2 separate regions of the Mus musculus genome follow, and region 1 is linked to region 2. A link is a contact called in public HiChIP or PLAC-seq data. All regions are on one chromosome and are shown on one strand. The core of a region is the stretch at or near the end of the contact, and the rest is flanking DNA. Distances in the headings are between cores, read along the strand shown. Region 1 has its middle 250 kb from the start of Gm36903. Region 2 has its middle 38 kb from the start of Gm41454.

Region 1 (3,612 bases), core at 109-2,608, 300 kb before region 2:
CCAGAGGAAAAAAATGGTTCACATTTGCCTACGAGTCTGACTAGGGACAAGAGATTTTTAAAGAAGAGAGAACCCTACACTTTACACTTGGGATAAAAACTTCCCTGAGAAACAGAGCAGAATGAAGCAATCTGAGTCCAGTTTAATGCTCAGGCTAAATGTGTCAATGAAGGATGATTTTACAAAACTCAATGTAAAACTATCTAGGAGTCAGCTCAGAGAAACCTATTCCAATATGTCCTGTGGAAAGTCGTAGAGGCATGCAAGCTTAAGTATGGTATTTTGAAATCATAATTCTTAGGATACTGCACAGCAGAGGAGCCTAAGTTGGACCAAACCAGCGTTGCTAATGGGCTGTCCTTCCAGCTCTGTAAGACAGAGCATGTTAATGGAGAAAAGACCAAAAGCTTCCAGAGACCTTCAGGGCTCACAAAGAAACAGGAAGTGTCCTGGGACATAGAGTTCTCAAATACAATACAGGACACTGGGTTAAATTTGAATTTAAGATAATAGCAAATAGTCATTAGTATAATTATATTCTGTTCAGTTCCTTCTTCATCTGAAATTCAAATTTAACTGGGCATCCTACTTTTTTTTTTAATTCGCTAAATCTGGAAATACTATTTGGGAGCTCTCAGAGATAGGAAGGCTTCAAGTAGCTTGCAATTCTCAACATTCTTCCAAATAATTTTTTAATAATTTGCATATTCCAAACCCCTGTTCACTTATTCTTCTTTCAGCCAATCTTTCTCCCCATACCCTCTTTATAGTAGCCGGGATTAAACTCAGAACCTATAAGCCTGCCAGTCAAGCATTCTCTCTCTAAACAATGTTCCTCACTGCCAAATCCACCAATTAGTATCACTCAACAGTTTGATTTGCTAAGGAAAATAAGATTTCATCAAGACTTCGCCCATAACATAATGTAATAGAGAGATGATAGATAGATAGATAGATAGATAGATAGATAGATAGATAGATAGATAGATAGATAGAGATAGATAGATAGAGATATTAGCTGGAGATTATAATATATTTAATATAATTAAATAATTTAGAACTGTCCTTTCCTTTGCTGGAATTTTACTAATTTTCTTGATGTAAGAACACAATAATCCATGCAAAACTGACATAGTATTACACTGTCAGCTTTTTTTTTTTTTTGTAAAAGGAGTTAGTGTACAAAGAAGAAAAGCACTAGATAGTAAGTGATCAATTGTGTGCAGGGGGACAGGAAGGAGGAGAAAGTCTGGTAATTAAAAGACGAAGGAAACAATGAGTGTCTGGCTCTGACCATTATGCTATTTAGCTTCTCTTGTAAGTAAATTAAAATTGAGTCAACTCACCACATTTGCATATTTAGCTCAATCTAAGGATTTTCATGGCTGCTTCCTGATTCTCACAGACACTCATTCCCCTGTGTGTTTCCCAAGCTTTAAGATGAATGTACCCGTTTATCTTGTCACTTCAACGATTTCAATTGAAAGGCTTTTAAACTCATGTCAGTAGGAAAACCACTGCTATTTGTAAAAGGAATTTGAGTGAGGCACTTCGGGAGCTAGAGATGTGTGCCTCTTGCCCATTGTAACTCTAAAAGGGAAATAGTAGCCTCCATTTTGTGAAAAGGAAATTAAAATCTGCTCAGAGTATCATAACTCAAATGGATGGTTGGGCCCTTGTGTGTGTGTGTGTGTGTGTGTGTGTGTGTGTGTGTGTGTGTGTGTGTGCGTATACCTATGTGTGTGTATCTGTGTGTGTGTGTGTATACCTGTGTGTGTGTACCTATGTGTGTATACACATGTCTACATTCATGCATGCTCCTGTTTAGTTTGGGATGTAGGCTCTCCTCGATCTTTAATGCATTCCAAAATATAAACACTAGTAAACATCCATTCATAAGGTAGAAGAAGTTTCTTTGTATGTCTCTGTGCAAAGCTCCTTCTCAGAAACTGAATAGAATTCCCTAAATTACAGCCAGATAGGTAACTTCTCAAGCCATCCTCCTCTGATAGCTCCTGCAGCTGTTGTTTTCTTGGTAATAGCAGGTCAACTGTGGCTTCAGAGAGCATCTCCTAAGAGATGTGTGCCAGAGCCTGATATTATTGGGAAAGGAAGAAGGCACTCCAGCTACCCTGAGCTACTACTACCTGCAGTTATTAGCATGGAGAAGAAAGGCACCCAATGCCAGGATTTCTTCTTGGTCCACCTAGCCACACTATGCTCTTTCAGGCTTAGGATTTTAAAGGCAAGTACAAGGAAGGTCAATGTAATTGGAGGCCAGAAAATTCTGGATTATGAAATTATCAGTGCTTGTCATCCTTACATGGGCAGGAACATTTTGGAATTTAGGGCGTTTGAACCCAGCAAGGCTATTCTGCCGATCCCTTTCATCGGATCTCGGATCTAATCACAGCATCGTGTGACTGAAGTGCTGAGACCTGTAACGGCCTGATCTAGAGCACCTAACGTTTGTCTCTGTAACTGCCAATGCACTCAAAGTAATATAGAGAAGACACAGTTGACTGTTACCCCTAGGAACCCTCACCACTCATAATAAGGAAATCCATGTGACATTTTTAGCAGATATGCAGTCAGGGTGGCTGAACTATATTTTGCAAATAGTTATTTTTCTCAAATAATCACAAGCATGAGAATCAGTAGAGTATTGCAAAGAGTCTCCCCAGTGCCATCAGGTAACAATGTGCCTATATTTATGCCTAGTAAATGACTTTTGTTTTTGTGCTATTTATTTGTGATGTCTGTCTCCAGCAATTGAGTCTAGGCAGGAAGATCAAAAGAAATGTTTCAGGGGAGCATGCTCCTTTGTCAAAGCTCACCTTGACATCCAATCCTATTTTCAAACTGAATCAGCCACAGCAGTGCTGCCAAGTGACTCAGCTATCAGAGGTTTAAAAATATTCAAGTGAAATCCCACAATGCAGTGCACACCGTTAACCCTAACATCTGAGAGGCAGAAGCAGGTGGATCTATCTGAGGTCAAGGCCAGCTTGGTTTATATAATGAGTTCCAGGCAGCCAGAGCTACATAGCAAGATGTGGTCTCAAAAAAAAAAAAAAATAGTGAAATTTGAAACATTTCCATCTACATGAATTTCACGTTTGCTCAACGTATAAGGAAATTGACATCATAGATCTCCAAGACTCTGGGTTTCTTTGTCAGGCTAAATGGTGTGGTTAAGTAAAGGTCATTGCTGCCAAAGCTGGAAACCTGAGTTAGTTCCTCTGTGAGCCATAAGGTGGAAGAAGAGATAAAACAAGACTCTACCAGATAGATGTTCTGTGTGGGCCATCATCTGACCTCCACACAGGTATCATAGCACATGTGTGTCCTACCACTAAGATTGTAGCTGCTATCATTTTAATCCCTCTATTCAACATACATTTCACATAATGGAAAACATAAAAAAGTATTTTAAAGAATTGTGAAAAATCCACGTAACTAGAAGACAAGTCAGCCTGATTAGGAAGAATGGTTCTGGCAGGTGCACCTCGCAGTGCTCCCACCATGCCTCTCCCTGACAGTTTGCTTGGTTGGAGACCAGAGTTGTCCCTTTTTTTTTTTCTTTCCTCCTGTATACATTCATCGTCACTC
Region 2 (3,939 bases), core at 835-3,334:
AGAGACCTCACAGGACAGTGAGTGAGGACTCTGCAGATCTAGATGAGTGTGAGTAGCAACACTGCTCACCTGGCACCCCACAGGCACTGCTTTTGGCTCTTCTTGAGTTCTACAGACACTCTGTCATGTAGAGCTCCTGCCTTTACATGGTTCTACCTGTAGCATTTAAAAAATTGCACTTCTGATACAATTTATTTCTCTCAACATTCATTCAAATTATAAAATAGTTTGCTAGAAATACATATTATCTAATTTTCAATTTACAAGAGTCAGCTCAAGAATTTTTCTTCACTTAAGCATTCTTTCATAACATTGGGGCCCAGAAGACAATATCCCAAACTATGGAGCCTCAGCACACTAATTGAAAAAGAGTAGACAAACCTCACAAGGAATATCTTTCTGGCACTCTCCTGCCTCTTCCCCAAAGGCTTCTTGTTCCTTCATTCAAGCTCAAGAAATGAGAATGTACCAAACACTATCACAGATGATGCTGGTACTTCAGTGACTGCACTGTGTAATTTCTCCTCCTGAGCAACTATACATTCTAGTGATAAAGTAGGTTAGCAAACAAACAATAAATAATTACAGTATATATCAGGCCATGATAAGTACTTGATGCAAACACTGAGCAATAAATAAGGAAGATCCTGGGGAATGTATTTCATTTTACAATTATAAAGTCATTCTCCATCACTGATGGAAGTCAGGGCAGGAACTCAAAGCATGAACCTGGAGGCAGTAGCTGATACAGAGGCCATGGATGAATGCTGCTTACTGGTCTGCTACTCATGGCTGGGTCAGCAGGCTTTTTATAGCACCCTGGACCACCTGTCTAAGAGTAGCACCATCCCTTGTAGTATGGACCCTCCCACATCGATCATTCTTCAAGAGAATACCACACAGACACACTTGCCTGCAGGCCAATCTTATGGAGGCGTTTCCTTCACTGGCGTTCACTCATTAGATAACTTTAGCCGTGCCACATTGATGTAAAACCAGCCAGCTCGACATTTCATGAGACGATGACACAAGAGAAAAGACTGGAGAGCTTAAGCATATTCTAGTATCTAGAAGAACATTCTGGGTAATGGGAATACACACCTGACAATGTACTTCTGGAAAGTTCTAGGAAAAGCTGGGAAGCCACAGTGCTCAGTCAGAGTGAGTAACTCGGGGGAGGGGGGTATTAAGACGAGTAGGTTATGGAGGCAAACAAAGGACTTAACAAAGGTACATTGTATGTTGACTTCTGTTTTTAAAGAAAAACTATGCTTTTGAGAAGTGTTTGAAACTTATCAAGTGTGAAATCCAGAAAAAAAAAAAAAAAAACTCGAAGGGAAGTTGGAATTGCCCTGACTAGATCAGCAGTAGCTATATTTAGGACAAATTTGGAAACAGAGCCAGGGGATTCTCTGATGGGTTGGATATCATATAGAAGAGGAGAGTATAAGGCTGTCACAGAGTTTGAGCCTGAGCTACAGGCAAAATAGAATGGCCACTCTCTGAACTCCAGATGCAGAGAAAGGAACAGATTCTGTGACAGACCAGGAGTTTGGCTCAGAATGCTAGGCAGATACTCCATAATATATTGATAAATACAAGCTCCTTACTTAACAAAGTAGCCTACGGCCAGCCCTGCAGCACAGCAGTGTGTACAAGAAACTGCAATGCTAATGGCCAGCAATCTCCCCTCCCATCTGCAGAGGCTGGCTTTGGCCTCTGTTGATGGGTCAGCTAGAGCATTAATTCAAATTGCTTCTCTAGCCAAATAGACACAGAATGGTGACAAGGGTCCTTTGTCCAGGCTTCATTTGATGAAGGGCAAATCCAGAAAACGAAGGAGAGGTTGTCTGCCTATCAAACTGCATATTCATTAAACTCTTTATCAACTCTCAGCCCAGGAGAGAGAATGACAGATTTTTAACAAGATAATTTGAAGAACATTCTCTAAACATATTGAACTAAATTGTCCCTCTTGGATCTGGGCTTGTGCCAGCACTCACTGACCACATCTTACATTCTCCCCCAGGCCTCTTCGCTGGGTCAGCTGAGAAGTTCTTTTGCACTCTTTGAAAGCCAGGGTACAGAGCCCACTCAGAGTCGGTAGGGTTGCCTGCTTTGAGAAAGAATCTCAGATCCACAGCTGTCCTTCCTTCAGTCCATGTCTTATTCCCCAGAGAAGAAAGCAGCCTTATTTGGCCTACCCTAATAGTTAGATTAGCTATTCCCTCCCTGTCTCCAGGGGAAAAAAAAGCAAAGCTCTTCCTAGGATGCATAAACAGAAGGATGTATATACCCAGTCTCAACTTTTTGTGTCATTTCAAACGTTTTCGTGCATTTCTCCATTTTGGGCATTTTTTTTTTCTGGAAGGGGAGTAGCAACAGTAGTCAAGAATGTTCATAAATTCAAAATCCTGTCCTCTCCTAGACCTTAATTCTAGAAGAATAAAGGCTGCTTAGTCCTTCAGACAAGGCTCACTACAGGCAAAATATGGGATGTCTGAAATATTTGACAAGAGATGAAGTATTCATCAGGGAGAGAAATATAATGTTTCAGTGACACACAAGGAAGACATTGCCAGGGTCTGGCAAAGGTGTAATGGCGCTTATCCCAGCAGAGATCTCAGCTGACAGTTTTAACATTGGATACAGACAAAGAACAAGCAGAAGAAGAAACAAAAAGGCTCCATGAGTGCTAGAGGAACAAAGGTAGACTGGCTTCTGGAGAGTAGAAACCCCTCAGAGCTCCCTACACAAGATGTCTGCCGAATGCAAAGCTGACTCTATCTGATGGGAGCAACTTTGCTGCAAGGAATAGGATTCCTGATTGAACGTGACAATAATACGAATTTGTTATATGAACACACAAGAATCTCAAGGTTGGGGGAATTCAAGAGATACTTCAACAGGATGAAAATGAACCTCCATTACAGCTGATCTTCTGATCTGCACACGTCTGTGGGTTGGTGACTTCTCTCCCTCATCACAACAGCTAATGTGCCTCATCCTCATAATACTACCACTTCATGTCAAAAAAGGGAGAAAGTGACGACAGATGTTGAAAGGTAAGTACTGGATATCACTCACTGTGGAATAATAAATACAAAGATGATCCCATGGAAGTTGCAGGTAGAATGCTTGTGCCCAAGAGAGGCCAGGAGGAGCAGGAGAGGAAGGGGTAGTGGGAAAGGGTGTTGTGTAGGTACAAAGTTACATTCAGGAGCAAGCAAGTCCAGAGTGAAAGAGCATGCCTGAGACACTGTAGATCACATCAGTACAGTGCAGTTTCAAAAGGCTGGAAGGAAAAGTCTGAAAGTAAAGAAAAGCAAAAAAGGTTTGAGAAGCTAGCCATTCTTACCTTTCTAAACATGTGTGCAGACTAGAGCATCACTGGTCACTCTAGTCACATGTGTGGTTTTTATGTTTCTATGCATCACTTGCTGCTTTAAAGGAAATGACAGGGAACATAAAGGGGTCAGCACCATAGGCTCTATTAGGAGCAGTAGAGAAGTAGGATGAATAACTTTAGTCCCCCAGAAGTTCTCTTGAGTACCATTGGCAAGTTATGAGTTATCAAGCAAGGGGAGGAGGCTTGTTTTACTGGGCTTATTCAAAGTCTCCCCTGAGGGGTTGAGTCAGGGGTTGAGTACCATGCTTCAAGAGTAAAAGAGGGGACTTATTAGTAAGGAGGACAAGATGACTCTCGGTCGGTGTCTTTGCTGGGGCTTTATTTTTGAGAAGAGACACCATGACCACTGAAACTCATAAGGGAAAATATTTAATTGGAACTGGCTTATAATTTGAAAGGTGAAAGAGGTACAGAGGTCAGAAAATCAAATAAAAATAGGTAGCAGGGAGGATGAGGAACTGAGGATAGCCACAGGAGGGTCCCAGACTCCAGAGAAAAGTGAGGCTCCCAGGACCCAATGGGATTGACTT

What was found. HiChIP or PLAC-seq counts read pairs in DNA pulled down with a chosen protein or histone mark.
Region 1: a contact with region 2 is called in an H3K27ac HiChIP or PLAC-seq map of stem cell-derived neural progenitor cells, with 2.2 times the contacts expected there. The contact joins two enhancer-like sites. A contact is called at or near these places in 1 of 484 Hi-C or Micro-C datasets (brain) and 3 of 115 datasets of contacts at active chromatin or transcription factors (astrocytes, neural progenitor cells and stem cell-derived neural progenitor cells).

What each region holds. Positions count from the first base shown.
Region 1 is chr16:39,695,352-39,698,963 of GRCm38.p6, reverse strand. No RefSeq gene overlaps it. Among named protein-coding and RNA genes, the nearest start is that of Gm36903, 250 kb to the right of the region's middle. Within about 2 kb of position 1,358, at least 8 of the 459 cell types and tissues checked have an H3K27ac peak or open chromatin away from gene starts, as enhancers often do. A contact at or near this core is called in stem cell-derived neural progenitor cells, where this site is marked.
Region 2 is chr16:39,400,391-39,404,329 of GRCm38.p6, reverse strand. No RefSeq gene overlaps it. Among named protein-coding and RNA genes, the nearest start is that of Gm41454, 38 kb to the right of the region's middle. Within about 2 kb of position 2,084, at least 32 of the 459 cell types and tissues checked have an H3K27ac peak or open chromatin away from gene starts, as enhancers often do. A contact at or near this core is called in stem cell-derived neural progenitor cells, where this site is marked.